3 separate regions of the Rattus norvegicus genome follow, and regions 2 and 3 are each linked to region 1. Evidence: chromatin contacts called from public Hi-C data. All regions are on one chromosome and are shown on one strand. Each heading gives the region's core, a stretch centred on a gene start, on an enhancer-like site or on the middle of the called end of the contact. The rest is flanking DNA. Distances are from core to core; before and after follow the strand shown.

The links. Hi-C and Micro-C count contacts between places; a contact is called where the count stands out from the background.
Region 2: a Hi-C map of Schwann cells shows a contact between it and region 1, with 4 times the contacts expected there. The contact joins two enhancer-like sites. A contact is called at or near these places in 11 of 12 Hi-C or Micro-C datasets (the A7r5 cell line, the Rat2 cell line, Schwann cells and 6 more).
Region 3: a contact with region 1 is called in a Hi-C map of liver, with 2.1 times the contacts expected there. The contact joins two enhancer-like sites. A contact is called at or near these places in 2 of 12 Hi-C or Micro-C datasets (kidney and liver).

Annotation. Positions count from the first base shown.
Region 1 is chr14:98,856,967-98,859,918 of GRCr8, reverse strand. It overlaps LOC102547925 (a long non-coding RNA gene), which reads right to left. Exons shown (of 4, transcript XR_005493465.2): 2 at 924-2,952. Among named protein-coding and RNA genes, the nearest start is that of Slc1a4, 97 kb to the right of the region's middle. Within about 2 kb of position 1,363, at least 49 of the 93 cell types and tissues checked have an H3K27ac peak or open chromatin away from gene starts, as enhancers often do. A contact at or near this core is called in Schwann cells and liver, where this site is marked.
Region 2 is chr14:99,069,219-99,072,170 of GRCr8, reverse strand. No RefSeq gene overlaps it. Among named protein-coding and RNA genes, the nearest start is that of Aftph, 56 kb to the left of the region's middle. Within about 2 kb of position 1,375, at least 2 of the 93 cell types and tissues checked have an H3K27ac peak or open chromatin away from gene starts, as enhancers often do. A contact at or near this core is called in Schwann cells, where this site is marked.
Region 3 is chr14:99,005,756-99,008,707 of GRCr8, reverse strand. All of the region lies in intron 1 of Sertad2 (SERTA domain containing 2), which reads right to left. Among named protein-coding and RNA genes, the nearest start is that of Sertad2, 37 kb to the right of the region's middle. Within about 2 kb of position 1,422, at least 60 of the 93 cell types and tissues checked have an H3K27ac peak or open chromatin away from gene starts, as enhancers often do. A contact at or near this core is called in liver, where this site is marked.

The sequences.
Region 1 (2,952 bases), core at 114-2,613:
AAAATCTATCTGCATGTACAGGAAATGTGACATCAGTGCCTTCAGGGAGACAAATGACAGGTGACCTTTGACCCCCAAATTCCTTTTCATACAGCATGTGCTACTCTTATGTTCAGAAGGAAGAGTTTTCTTTTCTTTCTATTATTCTTTAAAAGCTGTCATTTTGTCGCATATTTCCTTTTTATCTTTTTCTTCAAGATCTAGCAAAGAATAAAGAGGATTGAGACAGCGAGCCCATCCTCACATAGAATTCTTTTATTCTTTAATTTTAGAAACCCGCCCCCCCCCTTTTTTTCTTGAGACAGTCCAGGCTGTCCTTGAATTCCCGATCCTTCTGCCTCTACCTCCTTAGGGATAGGATTACAGACACAGGGCACCATGTCCAGCTTAATTTTAGAACGTTAGAAAAGTACCCTCCCTCCACATGACAGGTAATAGAGATAAAAGTGCACACTCCTTTGTGTGTTCATTGATTTTACCCATCATGTGCTGCTGTGCAGATAGATTCCTTTGGGATGAAGCCCCAGGCACCAAGGGTGAAGCTTCATTGAGAATGTGTGCTTAGCATATTTGAAACCAACGGTACTACCCCTAGCATTAAAAAAATAAACAAGATCTAAACCAGATGGTGGCGACCCATGCCTTTAATCCCAGCACCCAGGAGGCAGAGAGACAGGCCGAGCTCTGAGTTTGAGGCTAGCCTGGTCTATAGAGTATGTTCTAGCACAGCCAAGGCTACACAGAGGAACTCTGTCTCAGGAGAAAGAAAAAGAAATCTAACACAACAAAGAATCAATCAAGCTACATCCAACCTTACTTTAGGGGTCACTCCCTCCACAGGATGGGAGTGGTATCAACCACTTCCTTACACACTACCCTACCTCAGGTGGACACTGGGCCTTGTAACCATGCCCCATACATACCACACTGCCATGGCGCCTGTCGCTGGAGCCTCCACCAGGAGGTGGCCTTGAAGGTTTGTGACACCAAGTGTCCCTTCCTCCACACTGACTGGATATGAGCATTGGGATCTGAGGGGGGCGAATCTTTTCTGGCCTCAAGAGCTTTCTTCTGTTTGCCGAGTCCCCTCCAGGCTGATCTCCCACTTCTCCAGAGTCCTTGGCTTTTGTGCTTGGGCCAGCAGGAAAAAAGCCCTTGGCTTGGCTCTTTACCTGTCAGGAATCCAACATTTCCAGGGGGCTTGCTTGGTTTCAAGTATTGCCTGGTGCTTTTCCTCGCTCTGGAGCTGAGCTCTTGGCCGGGATTTCTTGGCTCCGGGAAAGATGGATGCCTGCCTCCCTGAGTGCTCTAGGCCTGTGTTTCATTTGCAGCTGTCCTGGCCCTGCACTGGGCGACAATCTCAGCCCTCCCCTGCCAGCCCAGCCCATCCTGCATGGCCGCAGAGGAGGCCCTTTGTATGGTTGTCCTGCAGCGTGGGAGGGAGGTGCTTCCGGTTTCCTCCTCAGCCCTGTGTCCTGCCTTCACTTCTGCACAGCCCAGGGGCAAGGGTGGCACTGACTGCAAGAGTCTGCTGGCTATCCCCTAGACTGAGCAAAGAACAATATGCCAACCTGAAACAACTCTGACCCCTAACTGCTTCTAAGTCAGACTGGGACCAGCTCAGCGCCTGGTGCTTTCCTGAGAGAACTTTGCAGCTGATCTTTCCCCACAGGGCTTGGCAAGGCTGTAAAGATTTGGAACCTAATGAATTCAACACATTAGGCCTAAAGCTCTGCCTGCCTAGGGTCTCCTTCCTGGATTTATTCCCCCAGGCACTCCCTGGCTTTGGAGTTCTCTGGCCTGATGCATGGCCCTGGAGTCCAAGAGTCAGGGAAACATTGTGGCTTATCTTGGTGACATTGTTGCTACCCCGAAGGGCTACAGTTTATAGGTGCCGGCAGGTGTTACCGTTTAGGACTTGAACACAGAAGCAGAGAACTCAAGAACCCTCCAGTGTGTCCCTGGCATTAAAGGTGCCCTGTGCCCTGGAACACCCAGAAGAGAAGCTGTATGTGCAAGTAACAAGGCCCTCGAACTCTGGATATTTCTGCCTCTGCCTTCCACGTGCTGGGACTGGGCCAGGCAGAAGGTAAAGGTGTTTAAGCGTGGCCTGAGTGGTTCTTGGGGTAAGAGGCTGAGAAACTGATGTGACCACATGCTGGGACTACAGGTGCTGGTCACTGTTCAGACAATACCCCACAGTGTAAAACCAAGTGCAGCGCCATCCACAGCCCCCGATTTCCTCTCAGTAACTTCTGCCTCAGGACTTGTGTCCTTACTGTTTCTTCTGTTGGAGCATCTCTCCACAGATCTTGACGGCTATCTTCTTGCTGGTAAGGTCACAGGGGGCATCTTCCAGACCAGCATTGCACCTTAGTCCTATAATATTAGTGTGGGTTAGCCCTTTCCCCTTATCCTTTCACCTCCCCCACCTTTTCCTGCCCTGTTCCCATTCTCCAGAATTTCCATGTAGCCCAGGCTGTACTCAAATTCTCAATCTCCCAACCTCAACCTTCAAGCTCTGGGATTTCAGGCACGGGCCACTCATTATATACAGCCTACTTTAATTTCTTCATATACTCACCATCATATAAAACAGTTTAACTTCGTATCTATTCTGCTCTTCCTATTAAGATATAAAATACAGAAGTAGGGAAAGATGTCTTACTTGGGAAAGAGCGTGCCACGCATGCATAAGGACCTGAGTTCTGATCCCCACCACTGAACTAAAATTGCTACAGCACATCTGTCACCGCCTGGGGGGATGGCGACAGGTAGAGAGATCCCTCGAGCTCACTGGTCACCAGGCCTGGCTGAATCGCTAGGTCTCCTTGCCTTGATGATCTGACAGTCCACCCTGACAAAAGCAACATATTAATTTACCCTTCCACCACGGTGGGGGAGCAGCAGAACTTCAAGGAGCTGGTCACATTGCTAATGCAGTCAGCGAAG
Region 2 (2,952 bases), core at 126-2,625, 210 kb before region 1:
CCCCTGGGCTGAGGAGGTGGCTCAGCAGTTGAGAGCACTGGCTGCTCCTCCAGAGGTCCCGAGTTCAATCCCCAGCAACCACATGGTGGCTCACAACCATCTGTAATGGGATCTGATGTCCTCTTCTGGTGTGCATGAAGACAGCATACTCATATACATAAATAAATTTTTTAAATCCCCATGATTCATTAGAACATATCTTCAGAATGTTGAGAAAGAATTTATAGGAGTACCCCCTCCAAGAAAACGTTTGCACAAAACTCCTTAAAGGTAATTTGGGAGGTAGGTAGAGAGATGGTACAATGGTTAAGGACACGTGTGGCACTTGAAGAGAACCAGGGTTTGGTTTCCAGCAGCTACACGGTGGCTCACAAATGTCTGAAACTCCAGTTCCAGGGATCCAACGCCCTGTTCTGACCTGTACCAGGGCCAAGCACACGTGAGTTGCTCATGCATACATGCAGACAGAATAACCACACCTGTGAAAACGTGTGAGTCTAAGACAAAGGTAATTTTAGAATGTTATATTTTAGACATTTGCCAGAAAAAAAGTTGCATATTTGCTAGAGGACAGGCTGCCAGCCAGTGGCACCCTGCAGTGTCCACTTGACAGCCTCTTCGTTGCTGGGTAAGTATGGCCTACAGTGACAGATGCTTCAAGTCTCTGGTATTTCATGCATAGAAGAAAATGGGCTGCTGGACAGCACTATCTGCCCCCCTCCCTGCCAGCCACTATGTCCGAAAGTTCAGCTCTGCCTGTTTACGACTGATCACAGCTGCTCGAGCTGACTATGTCAGTCTCAGAGTGGAGGATGGGGAGTTACGGGACCCTCAACTGAGTACCCAGCCACTTGTGTGCAACTTGGTCCTAACCACACATGGCCTTGGGGCTGTAGTCTGAGGAGGATGAGGTGAATTGGGCTCCATCTATGCAGCCATGGGGAAGATATCATCCATACTGGGTGGAGACGTTGCAGTGCGGCCTTTTTGGGATCATTTGTGCTCCTGTGATTGGCCCCTCCTCCAATGCCCTATAAATATCCCTAATAAACTCATTAAGTGTTTGGAAGGCAAGGGGGAGAACTGGTGCAATCAAACTGCTTTGTCATTGGGACCTTATAAGGAGGGAGGTATATGTTACATGGTCTCCCCACCCACGATGAAAATTTTCATGACAGGAATGTGATGGCCGTTTTAATTGTCAACTTGGCTGCATCTAGATTCTTGGAACTTCCATTCATAAACAGCCATTGTTGGATTAGCTCAATTGAAGTCTTTAAGTCATTCTAGTAAATCCCCTTTATGTAGAGATTCATTCTCTTATGTTCTACTATTCTAGAACCCTAATACAAAGGGCTATAGAGTCAAAACAGCTCTCAGTCAAGCGTGTTTCACACTCACAGTGTCCTGAATTTGACCTCAAGTACGTATGCTTGTAGATCCCACAAGCAAAGGAAAAGAAAACTGAGGAAGAAGTAACTTTAGAGTCTGTTAGGGCTGAAAGATGAGCTGCTCAGTGCTCCCCTAAACCTCTCCCAGGAACACCCCCCCCCCAGAGGCATCAGAGCTGGGACACATGCAGCCGGGGGTTGTCCTGCCTAGGCTAATACTGGGGCTGAATGGTTACAGGAAATTCTCTGTTGCTGCAGAATATTAAGGGCCAAGAAGGAGTTGAAGCTCATAGCCGAGGAAATTGAAGCATAAATAAGGAAACTGACGTGTGCAACATCCATATCCTGAGGCAAGAGCACATCTGTATCCAGAGGCAGGACCTATGCCCGGCTTTGTTGCTAGCACTGTCTCGCCATAACCTATGGTTTCAAGCTGTCCCCTAGTGTTGGATAACCCTAATCCTCCCCCCACGCACACCCCCAACCTCTGTCTGAAGGTCACTGTCACAGTCTTCTTTCCATGCTGTCTTCTTCTGTATACAGCGTTCTTATCTGAATCCCATCCTATTGGCTGAGTGCCTCTTAACTGTTCCCCAGGCTGGACCAGGTGTCACCTCACCACTGACATGGGCTTCATGCTTATTCTATTTCAAACGTCTAACATAGCCTACAATTCTATCCCCAGTGGTGACAAATCTGCCTCTTTACCGCATGCAGAACAACACCCCCCGCCCCAACTGCCTTGGAGTCAGACTGTCATCTACTTCTATTGATGAGTTTCTAAAACCTGAAAGCAGGTTTTACATTTATCCTTCCCAACCTCACTGTGTCCACTTTAGACATTGCTTCAGATGTCCATGTCCCCAAAGTGTCTTTGTACCCACCCTATGCAGTCTCTCCCTCCTTCCTCCACCTTGTTCTCTATTGACTGATGAACAAACTTTGTGTCCAGATCACCAAATCGAACATTGACCAATAGGAACCCCCACAAATGCCTGCACAGAGCACCAGGCAAGCTCCTGGTGCTGTAGCTTCTCAACAGAAAGTCACCATGTTCCTTCATCTTGACCACAGATCGCAATGAGCAAAGCCCTGCCGAATCCAGTTACAGGACTCGTGACACCACATGGGCCAGCATAATAATTCACCTGCACCAGGAGGTGATAAGTCCAGGACAAAAGGGTCTGCACAGGTGTGGTGCACAGCTGTGATCCCATAATTCAGGAAGTTGGGGCAGGAGGGTCAGAAGTTTAAAGATGGTTTGGACTATAGAGAGATTCGATAAAATGAGGGGTGGGGATATTCACATCACCTGTGGCACACAGTAAACACTTGGCCAATGTTTATCATAATTCATCTGGGTCAGTATTCTGTCAGTAAGGATGACCATGACGACGACAGGAGAAGAGAACAGATAACTATCTCCTTAACAGTGCGTTCAATGCCGTCCTTCCCTCCGGAGAACTAAAGCCACCCTTACAATGTATGGTAGATTTCAGTTACCTTGAAACTCCAAATGACAACATGAACTATGCCCTTAGACGCTCACATCCCTCGATGG
Region 3 (2,952 bases), core at 173-2,672, 150 kb before region 1:
AACACACACAGAGTCTAGAGAGTTTGATTTCTTTTAAAAACATCAAAACCAAAAAAATGTGTTACAATTTAAAAATTCTAATTTATTGTTTCAGAATAAATTAGACATACATTTTCTTCTCCTTTTTCTTTATGAATCCCATGATGCCGAACTCATAGGAGACTTTTACCTGCAGTCTCCGGTGTCTGTTAAAGCCAGGACGGGGCCAGAGAGAAGCCTGGCGGTTAAGAGCCTGTTGCTGTCATGGCAGGGCCAGGTTCAGTTCCCAGCACCCACGCGATGGCTCACAGTTACCTTCTGACTCCAGTTCCCAGATCTGATGCCCTCTTCTCACCTCCAAAGGCACCATGCACATATGTGTGCACAGACATACATACACATAAAAATAAAATAACGAATACTGGACATATGTAGACTCTCATTATCTCCCATGACTTTATGGTAATTGTCTCTCTGGTTAGTTTTGAGGTATTGTCTTACATTAAAAGTATAATTATATTCTTAATAAAGGGCCGAGCAGGAAGCATGGTGTCACATGTCTGTAATCTGAGTGCCTGACTCGAGACATGAAGGTGCCAAGTTCAAGGTCTGAGTTACGTAGTGAGACCCTGGTTCAAAAAAGAATATGCATAAAGCTCACGGCAATGTTACAGCAACCTGAAGTTCTTAAGGAGAAGGGAGTCCGACAGGGCTCATTTCTTGATTGCTAGCTAATGTCTACCATGCCAGAAAGATCCTAAACTTTCTCGAAATATGAAGGCCATTTGGCTATCTTCTCAAGACTCCAAAGAATTTATTTAACATATACATCTATTCTTTTATCTCCTTATTTACTTTGTCTTGTTGCTCTGGAGTTGGACCAAGGGCCACACAAAAATAGGCAAGCACTTTGCTGTTGGGTTGAATCTCTGTCATCTACTGTCTTTGACATTTTAGTATGGAGATAGTCTTGCTAAGTTGTCATGGCTTGCCTAAAACTTGCTGTCCTCCTGCCTCAGACTCCAGAGTGGCTGAGACTACAGATACTTGCCACTAGATCCGATATGTTGTTTTAAAATGGAAACCAGCCCCCACCCCCAGATCCCCCTCGCATATACCCAGTATTTTTCTCAGGGATATTCAGGTAGCCACTCACTGCACCGGGCTCTTCCTTTGTGCACACTGACACCCGATCTTGATGTCTGTGCACATCATGTTGTCGGAGCGTATGAGTAGTGTGACTCATTTTCAAAGAGACTGTCTTGAAACAAGCCTAAGTACACGCTTCTCTGCAAGCTAGCAGGCATTCGAAGCTAGGTGGTTCTAAATAAAGAACTCTAGTCAACAACAGGAAATAACTCCCACAGAATACAAACTCTCACCAGCTCTTGCCCACAGTTCACAACAGCCTTTTGTTCGCCCCACAGCACGCCTGAGGCCTCTCCTCCTCAGAGCATGCTGAGGCCTCTCAGAGCCATGAAGCATTTCCCATTCTCCTGCTTGTGTCCTTGCTTTTTCCCCTCTGAGGAAGTAAATTTACAAAAATTTCTGTGAGACAGAAGGAGCAGAAAGAAAACAAGGCAATGTGCTATTGTAATGTTGCTGCGCTGTCTTAAATGCTTTTCAAAAACTTTTCTTCTTTTTTCTTAAAAATTTGCTTTTGCCAGGCATGATGGTACACACTTTGTGCTGGCTAATTTTATCTCAACTTGACACAAGCTAGAGTCATCTGAGGGGAGGAAACCTCGATTGAGAAAATGCCTCTCTAAGATCAGGCTGCCGACATGCCAGTAAGGTGTTAATTAGTGACTGATGGGGAGGGCCCAGCCCACTGTGGGTGGGGCCATCCCTGGTCTAGTTGGGTTCTACAAGAGATCGAGCCATGGGAGCAAGCCAGTAAGCAGCACCCTCCATGGCCTCTGCACCAGCTCCTGCCTCCAGGTTCCTGATCTGACTTCCTCTAGTGATGGACTGTGATCTGAAGTGTAAGCCAAATATAAACCCTTTCCTCCCCAACCTGCTTTTGGTCATGATGTCTCATTGCAGCAATGGAAACCATAACTAAGACCACATGCTTGTGGTGCTAGTGCCTGGGACACTGAGGCAAGAGGATCGTGAGTTCAGGACCAGCTAGGTCTATCCAGAGAAAGTGTCTCAAAACCAACAACAATAAAACTCCTGTTTCCCATCCAATGTGTATGACACCACATGTGGATGCGCACTCACACCACACATTTACAGGAATGTAACCTGTAACCTGAACTGTTCGTTTCTACCCCTTTTAATAAAGATGCAGTTACCAGCCCATGAAAATCTAGTTTGATGGATTATCAACATTTTATCCTTGACATTTTAAGAAAGCGGAGCAACCAGAAGATACGTTCATATTCTTTTCAAGATGTCCGTCTCCAGTCTTAAGAGAAAGAAGAAACTTAAGACTTCAAGCCAACCAAACACAGGGACGCCTAGGTAGTGCTTTTCTTTCTCCTTTTCTTCTGGAATCTACTGTGGTTGGTTTGACGCTCAACCACAACACAGGCACTCCCTCCCGACAGAAAGCGGACTACAGACTGGCATTTCTTAAATCCCTTGAACGTTAGTGTCACCTTCTAGCAGACAACAAAACACAGACTCGGTGGGCTCTACCTTAACACAGGAGGACTCCTCCCCCAGGGGAAGGCTGTCCCATGGTGGGCGCAGGTAGCTCTTCCTGTCTTTACCCTTCACAGCTTCACTCTGGTTCCTGCTCTGAAACAACTGCACTGGCCAGCCCAGAACAGGGTTCAGGGTCCAGGGTCCAGGTTCATGTCATGACACTTCTTCGGCTGCTGCCACTGCCCACCTCCTGCCGGCTCTTCTGGTGAGCTGCAGTCTCCCAGCTCTTCTCACTCTGCCCATCGTACTTTACTGTTTCCTCTCCCTCCGGCCTTGTCAGAAACCTGCAGCTCCAGATTTTTCCGTCCAGGTTGCAGA